Regions from separate parts of the Ovis aries genome. Here region 2 is linked to region 1. The links are chromatin contacts, called in public Hi-C maps. All regions are on one chromosome and are shown on one strand. The core of a region is the stretch at or near the end of the contact, and the rest is flanking DNA. Distances in the headings are between cores, read along the strand shown. Region 1 overlaps CDC42BPA (CDC42 binding protein kinase alpha). Region 2 has its middle 44 kb from the start of AHCTF1.

Region 1 (4,345 bases), core at 1,315-3,814:
CTATCCAGCTGGCTTCACAGGCACACAAATCTGCTATGCAACCACTGTTAGGGCTGTTTACCCAGCAGCTATTCCTCTCTCCAGGTGTTTTAATTAGTGGTCAGGATTTTGAAACAACTATTATTAATATGTTAAAGAAAACAAATGAAAAAGTAAACAATGGGGAATTTCAATGGAGAACTGAAAACTGTAAGAATAAAGCAAATGGATATTCCTGAACTAAAAGAGACTATCTGAAATTAAGACTCACTGAATGGATTTCATATCAGAACAGATATAGCAGATGACAAGACAAATGAACCTAAAGGCAAGTCAGTAGGGAATTAAGCACAAAAAACCTAAGAATGGGAGAAATAAGACTTAGAATAAAAGGAATAAGGGACACAGTCTAAGATATATGTAACTGGAGTCCCAGAAGGAGAGGAGACTGTGAATGGGGCAAAAGAAATATTCAGAGATTATGAACAGAATTTTCTAAAATTGATGAAAGATATCTATCAAGTATTCAGAAGCTCAGTGAATCCCAAACACGATTTGCATTAATACAAAGAAACTTTACCAGGTAGATCATAGCCATCCTGCTTGAAATTGAAGGAGAAATACTTAAAAACAGCTGGAGTATATTCAAGAAACCAAGGCTAACAGCTGACTTTTCAAATATACTGGAAATCAGAAAACAATGCCATGAAATCTGTAGAGCATTGAAAGAAAAAAACCTTCCATGCTAGAATTCTAAACCAGCAAATATTCTTCAAAAATGAAGGTAAAATAGAGGCATCTCAGACAAACAACATCTGAGTGATTTAGTCACAACACATGTAATCATAAGAAACACTAAAGGAAATTTTTCAGACTAAAAAAAAAAGGTTCTGGATGGATACATGGATCACTGGGAGAAAATAAAGAATACAAAAAGAGTAAATATGTGGGTAAATAAAAAGATATTTTAAAAATAAATGAGTAGTAAATATTTAAAGCAAGAATAAAATAAAAGTATTGAAAGGTTTGCAACACAGAAACAGGTAAACTATAAAACAATGACATAAGGGCTATTAGAAGGGTCTGATACTGTTTGTGAAGTGGTAAAATAAAACTTATTTAAAAGACATGTAAAGATCTAATGGAAAAAAAATGGGGTTGAATATTGACTGAATATTCAATAGTCAAATAGACAGTAAATATATGAAAAGATACTCAACTTATCTTGTAGATATTACCTATAAGGAAAATACAAATTTAAAGATATTACCTACAAGGAAAATACAAATTTAAAATCATAGCAAAACTCCAATATACAGATATCAGAATGGTTAAAATTTTGAAAAGCTGACAATATCTAGTTCTGATGGGAATATACAGTAAGTGAAACTCATTCATTATTAGTGAAACTATTGATGCAATTAATCACTTTTGAAAACTCTTTGCAATACTTTCTAAAGCCGAAAATACACTATCCCATGATCCAGAAATCCTACTGCTAGGCAGATATCCAAGAGAAATAAGTACATATGACCATCAAAAGAAATACATAACAACATTCACAGAAACCATGTTTGTAACAGTCAGTATCTGGAAATAACTCAAATGTTCAACAACAACAGCTTGGATGAAATGGTCTGAATATCTGTGTCCCCCCCAAAAATTCCTATGTTAAAATCCTATTCAAAAATGATGTAATAAGGAGGTGGGGCTTTGGGAGGTGTTTAAGTTATAGTTACAAGAGTGGAGCCCTCAAAAATGGGATTAGTGCCTTATAAAAAAGAACTCAGGGCTCCCTAGCCATTTCCCTCAGGTGAGGACAGAGCAAGCAGGCACTGGCTATAAACCCTCCCTTGGCCATGCTGGCACTTTGATCTTGGACTTCAGCCTCCAGACCTCGGAGAAATAAATTTCTGGTGTTTATAAGCCATCCAATCTGTTTTATTTTTTAATAAAAGCCAGAAAAATCCAGACATTGGATAATTTTAGTATTTATGTACAATGTAATACTATACTAAGCAGCAGTTTTAAAAAAGGACAAACTACTGATTTACATATAACATGGAAATCTGTGTTATCAAAAAATAGACACAAATGACAATATACTGTATGACCATGCATACTGTATGAATGTAGATACTGTGTGGCTTCAAGAAAAGGTAAAATTAATGCTGAAAAATTCTGAATACTGTTTACTTCAGAGTTGTAAGTTAGAAACTGGGAAGAGAGCATGATGGAACTTTACACTATGCAAGAAATGTTCTATATACTGACTGGGGTGGAGGTTACATAAAGGTACACTAATATAAACATTTATAGGGAGTACACCTTAGGATACTTGTCCACTTTATGGATATCACCGTTTAAAAGTCAAAACTGAGTGACATCAGTAGCAGGTCCCTGAGTCATTCCTTTTTCCTCTCCACTTCAATGTACAATTAATTGGATATCCACAACTGAACAAAAGTGCTTCTGCACTGCACTCACATCTGAGAGTGGGTCGACTGGACCTTGGAGGAGGCTGCAGATCCAAGGTATTGGCAGCAGTGACCTCTCTAGCAGAGGAGGTAGAAAGTGAAAGTGATGAGCGAGTGCAAAGTGGGCTGTGATGAGTGAGAGCAAAGTGGGCTGTGATGAGGCTACAGCTGGAGGATTTCTGAAGGGGAGGGTACGAAAGGAAAGAAGGCAAGCAAAGAGAAATGAAGGAATGCATTTCTTGCTGTCTGTCCACAAATCTCTGAGTTCTTCCACAAAAAGGTCCAGGTACCAAGCATACACTTCCTAGACTCTGCCAACAGCTTTTACCATGCACACACTCCAAACTAGTGGTGAGTCAGCTCCGGGAAGAGAAACCCAAAATTTGTGCTATAGCGCCACCTTTTGGAAAGCAAAAGAAAGGCTTCTGATTGTCACTGGTGAAGGAAAGTGAAAGTCACTTAGTCCTGGCCGACTCTTTGCGACCCCATTGGAGCCACATGCAGCCATAGCGTCCCCTTTCGGAGAAGGCAATGGCACCCCACTCCAGTACTCTTGCCTGGAAAATCCCATGGACGGAGGAGCCTGGTAGGCTGCAGTCCATGAGGTCGCAAAGAGTTGGACATGACTGAGCGACTTCACTTTCACTTTTCACTTTCATGCATTGGAGAAGGAAATGGCAACCCACTCCAGGTTTCTTGCCTGGAGACTCCCAGGGATGGGGAGCCCAGTGGGCTGCTGTCTATGGGGTCGAACAGAGTCGGACACGACTGAAGCGACTTAGCAGCAGCAGGACCGTATAGTCCATGGAATTCTCCAGGCTAGAATACTGGAGTAGGCAGCCTTTCCTTTAACCTTACCTAAATAAGAAAGGTGTTTGCTACTTCAATGTTATGGCAGAGACACATTTCATGGAACACTATGAAAACCCACGTAATACAGTATCCAAAAAGGAAAATGACAATTTTCTAGGCAACCGTCTCAAAGATACAGAATACTGCAATCTAACTGATAAAGAATTCAAGACAACTATGAAGAAATTCAACAAGCGACAAGAAAACACAGAAAGGCGACTCAATGAAGTCAGGAATAAAATTAATGAATAGAAAGAGCACTTATTAGAGAGACTGATATCACAAAAAAGAACAAAACAAGAACTCTGGAGCTGAAGAACTCAGTAAGTGAGAGGAACACTGCGTGAGAAAGTACTGGCAGCAGAACAGGTCAGAGGGAAGAAAGAATAAGCCATACAGAGGACAGGAATGGAGAGACGATCTGGGCGTAAGGGGAGTGAGAACTAGGACAAGAGTTATCAGACTGCATTTAAAAAGTAAAAATAAGAATAATGGGTATTCCAGAAGGAGAAGAGATGGAGACGGGGCAGAGAGTTTATGTGATGAAATAATAGCTGAGAACTTCCCAAATCTGGAGAAAGAACTGGACATCCAATTCTATGAAGCTAATAGAACACCTTGCTGTCCCAATGAAAAAAGACCTTTTCCAACACATTATAACGAAAACTGTCAAAAGTCAATACTAAAGAAAGAATTTTAAAGGCAGCAGGGGAAAAAAGAAAGTATCCTACAAAAGAATCTCCATTAGGTAATAAGCTGATTTCTCAGCAGAAACTCTACAGGAGAGAGCACAATAACATACTCAAAGTATTGAAAGATAAAAGCTCCTAGTCAAGAATACTGTACCTGGAAAAGTTATTCTTCAGATATGAAAGAGAAATAAAGGTTTTCCTAGACAAATAAAAGCTGAGAGTTCACCACCACTAGAAATGCTGAAAGGAGTCCTTCAAACCGAAACAAAAAAGATGAAAGTACGCAAGACTCTGATCAAGGTAACAAATACAGTCAGAATTAGAAAACTGTAACTGTATTTTAGA
Region 2 (4,345 bases), core at 1,313-3,812, 280 kb after region 1:
TCGATCCAAAGCTAACAGAGCTAAAAGTAAGTTCTGTTACCAGGGTAGCTTTCCATGGATTCTTATTTAGGACAGAGGTCCCAGGCCCAGACCTACCCTGTTGGGGCTGCCCAGGACCTGATGGCTCTACTAGACCAACCAAGACCTCTCTGAGCATATTCAAATGGGTGAAGAGATTGTCCCTCTGCCCCCAACTGCTATGCCTATTACTATACTACCATCTAATGGTGAGGTGCATTAAAACATAAATGTAACCTAGTTCAAGGACCACTGGCAAATAGTTAGAATGTGTCTCTCTGTCTTTCTAGATAAGTCACCAAATGGTCCCATAGGTCATAAAACATGGCCCCAGATCTAAGATTCCTGATAAGGAGAAGGTAATGAAGTCTAATTTGCCTATCTAAAAAAAGATTGTGCTAGCATCAGGGAGAACAGCAAGGCTTCTAAAACACTCCCGAAGTGTGCAAGGTAAGAGAAACTTATTTTAAGATAGATGTTGCTTAAACTTTCCTATATATGAAAATTTAATAATAATGAAAAGATTTGTACAATATCGTATGTGTACAATGAGTTACTGTGTTACAGAGGGGATAAAAAATTAGACTATACCCCATATGCAAAGACAATGCTCTAAAAATAAAGCCCCACAGCAAAAATCAAGGTTTAATTGCTCTATAAGAAAACAGTAATATCAACCCTTCAACCTCTGCTCCTGTTGGTCAAGATTTTAGATTATTAAAAATCCACTTTGGGGATTTTCCTTCAGTGCTAAATGTTGGAAGTGGAGATTGTTTGGGGAAATTTACTGAGCCATGAAAACAAAGACTACTCCCCTCCCCCGCTCTCCCCTTTCTCCAAACACACAAGACACACACATCAGGGATTTTTCCACTTCCTGAGTTAGCACCACCAATAACTCAACTCTAAATAAACATCAGAAGACAGACCGAACCTCAAGAATTCCTGGGATGCAGCTAGCTAGCGGGTCCACAGTGCATCAAGACTGGCTGCAGAAACCCCAGAGCTAGGTCCTTCGTGGGGCTGGGAGACTGGCCTGGACAGATGACAACCAAATACTCAGCCAGCTTGTGAGGGATGAGCTGCCATGGGAACAGCAGGCAGGATGGGTAGGTAGAATTAGGATATCCTGAAACATAGCTTCAAACGCTCATTATGCTGTGAACATTTGAGAAACATCATTAGTAAACTTAGCACAACCTAGAAACACAAATTGCAAGTTGGCTTCCAACCAGGAAAGTGGGCAGGTGGGTCACCATAAGACCAGACAAAATCCTTCCTGGCTGAGGTCCACCTGGATGTGCCTCTTCCCAAACAGCACCCCTCCCCCACGTCTGGAGCTCAGAAGAGTGGAAATGGATGTGCTGCTGTCAAAAGCACACTTAGAAGCACTGAGCTGTGCAAAGCCACCACATCGCCTCCTCTCCTGACCTTGGTCTCACCCCAGCACAGAGATAAGATAAAGCCACCAGTCCTATCTCCTAAATCATTGGTCCTCTGAGGGTTGTTCCTCAGCCAACAGCATCACCTCAGAACTGATTAGAAATGCAAATTCTTGGGTTCCACCCCAATCCTATGGACCAGAAACTCAGAGTCTGGACTTTTAACAAGTTCTCTTGTGGGACTTGTTGATTCTGATGTCACATAAGCTGGAGAACTGTGGTTGTAAATGGAGACACTGCAGGGAACATACAGAGATGCAGTTTGTTGGTTGTGTGCATGCTCAGTCGCTTCCGTCGTGTCTGACTCTCTGCGACCCTGGGGTCTGTAGCCTGCCAGGCTCCTCTGCCCATGGGAATCTCCAGGCGAGAGTGCTGAAGTGGATCGCCATGCCCTCCTTCAAGGGATCTTCCCGACCCAGGGATCAAACCCACATCTCTTATGTCTCCTACATTGGCAGGTGGGTTCTCTTCCACTCGGGCCGCCTGGGAAGCCCCAGTCTGTTGGTTAACCAAAGGCAAACGAGGGTGCGATCAGTTGAGCCTAAACTGTAGCTTGGAGTCAGTAGCTTCATTCTGTACCCTCAGCTCCCTTGAGGGTCAAGCACTGTGTCATCTGGGTCCAGACTCCCCCACCTCCAGTAGCTTTAGAGGGTCTGCCCACTTCCTTTCCCTGGGAACTGGAGCAAAGCACAAGACAAGGCTAGTAATCCATGGTAGAGTCAAGCAGAGACGTCCCCAGGGGACACTATAGCTCCTTATTTTGTTTGTTAATCTTTGGGATCAGTGGTTCACTTCCAGGTCCGGCAAGAATGGTTGGCAAGCGGTGGTTGTTAGGTGGGAGAAACACCAGCCTGGAACACTAAGATCTCACTGTTCTCAGAGGAAACGGCGTGGCCCGGCTGGCAGCTTGGGAGCTGAGATAGCAACCAAGCCACTAACAGAACCGAGGGCAAGAGGGCGCAAAGCAATTGATTTCAGGGGTTTTCTTTTTCTTTGATAAATATAAACGTTACGTAAAAGTCTAAATAATCCTTTAACTAAAACCCACACTGTTAGCATTGTGTCAACTGAGAAGGCAGTGTCTTAAAACTAAAACGACTGGATGTGGCAGTGAGCTGGGAGAGGGTAGGGGTGCAGAGGAGAGAGAACAGGGAGGACAAGACAAAGTATCTCTGAGTTATTTTTTAACCAAGTATGACCCCGTTCTTTTATCAGAAAACATTCGGACTATGAGGTTTTCCACATAGCTACTAATAATAACTTGTCAATTTGCCTAGCTGGAGGCTGGAGAGTTGGAATTTACAAATAATGAAGAGCAGAAAAAGAGCCGAAGAGGAAGCCAGTTCTTTTCCTTGGGAATAAACAGAACATGCTTTTGGACAACCACCCCCTGGGAGGAAAGCAATTGGGCTAGTCCAAGAGAAATTAGGCTATAGATCAGTATGGAGTAAGGCTTTCCCATCTCTGTTTATAGAGCTGGAACCAACCCCGGAAGCCCCAGAATAGAGAGTCATCACCAAGGGCACTCCCCTCCCTGGCTGACCTTGAACTGCGGCTCGGTGCTCTCATCAAGGTTGAGAGGCAGTGACAACATGTGCTGAAGCAAAGTCCATGAGCCTCCAGGGCTCGACCCCAGGGTGGGGACAGATTGGATGTCTCTAGGCTATACAGTTGGTCGCCAAAGAGAACAAAGCCCCACAGTGTTGAGATGACCCTGGAGCAGGTGGAGGGGCCGTCATCTTTGCTCTGAGCCAGCCAGTCTCACAGCTGCCAGAGCAACATGTAGAACCTCCGAAATGAAATCACCTGTGGCACTGAGGCTCTGCTTCTGCTCTTTGATAAGCTCATTCCCTCAGTGAAGGGAAACAATCTATTAAAATACACATGTTCCTCCCTCAGCCCCTCCTGTGAATCTCATCCTTGCTTAAACAAACCCATTTCTCCTACAGGCAAGACAAAGATCAGGGGTCGGGGGAGGGGGTGATAGGGGCAGGGAAGTTCTTTTGGACAGAGGAAGGGAAACTTCCTCGATGACTTGATAACTACTAGGGACTCCCTTTTGTGTGCATGCATGCTAAGTCCTTCAGTCATATCCAACTCTTTGTAACCCTATGGGCTGTAGCCTGCCAAGCTCCTCTGTCCATGGGGATTCTCCAAGCAAGAATACTGGAGTGGGTTACCATACCCTCCTCCAGAGGATCTTCCCGATCCACGGATTGAAACTGTGTCTCCTGTGGCTCCTGCATTGCAGGAAGATTCTTTACCACTAAGCCATGGGGAAGCCCCTCCACCCTCACCTTTTTGTGTACCTGTTGGTGAACTGAATACACTCATTGGAGAGTTCACACTGCCCACTCCCACCCTCCACACTCACCGGCCTGTGCTTCTTCCCAGACTCTTCAGAACCTCAAGCCATGCAATGGAAGTGTGAAGGCTGCTGCCAGAGCAAACTGCCAAGGAAGCCTGCAGAAGCGTTCAGGCTCATTAAGAGCCAATAACAAGAAATGAATTTTTCACCTGGTTTCCTATGGAAAAAAATAATACCAGGGAGAAAAAAAAATGTGTGTATAATACATGTGTGAGTGCATGTGTGTGTGTGTGCTCCTCTCTCTCTTCTCAGACATTTATTCTTTCAGCCAATAAACATTTTTGATACCTACTATGTGCAAAGCTCTGTGCTAGATTCTGTTAACAAACAGGAATGAGACACAGTCCCTGACTTCCAGGAGCTCACAGTCTAGAGGAGACATAAAAACTAGGAAATCGCATTAAAAGTTCTGTAATAAAGGCTCATTCATCTATCCAACAAAGATTTACTGTGCACGATGTGCCAGCCTCAAGTATGAACAAATAATTTTAAAAGCACAGAGGCCACATATAACTAC

The links. Hi-C and Micro-C count contacts between places; a contact is called where the count stands out from the background.
Region 2: a contact with region 1 is called in a Hi-C map of liver, with 10 times the contacts expected there. The contact joins two enhancer-like sites. A contact is called at or near these places in 6 of 16 Hi-C or Micro-C datasets (hypothalamus, liver, omental adipose tissue and 2 more).

What each region holds. Positions count from the first base shown.
Region 1 is chr12:29,365,932-29,370,276 of ARS-UI_Ramb_v3.0, forward strand. The region is part of intron 10 of CDC42BPA (CDC42 binding protein kinase alpha); the gene reads right to left. Among named protein-coding and RNA genes, the nearest start is that of CDC42BPA, 170 kb to the right of the region's middle. Within about 2 kb of position 2,565, at least 11 of the 54 cell types and tissues checked have an H3K27ac peak or open chromatin away from gene starts, as enhancers often do. A contact at or near this core is called in liver, where this site is marked.
Region 2 is chr12:29,647,034-29,651,378 of ARS-UI_Ramb_v3.0, forward strand. No RefSeq gene overlaps it. Among named protein-coding and RNA genes, the nearest start is that of AHCTF1, 44 kb to the right of the region's middle. Within about 2 kb of position 2,563, at least 9 of the 54 cell types and tissues checked have an H3K27ac peak or open chromatin away from gene starts, as enhancers often do. A contact at or near this core is called in liver, where this site is marked.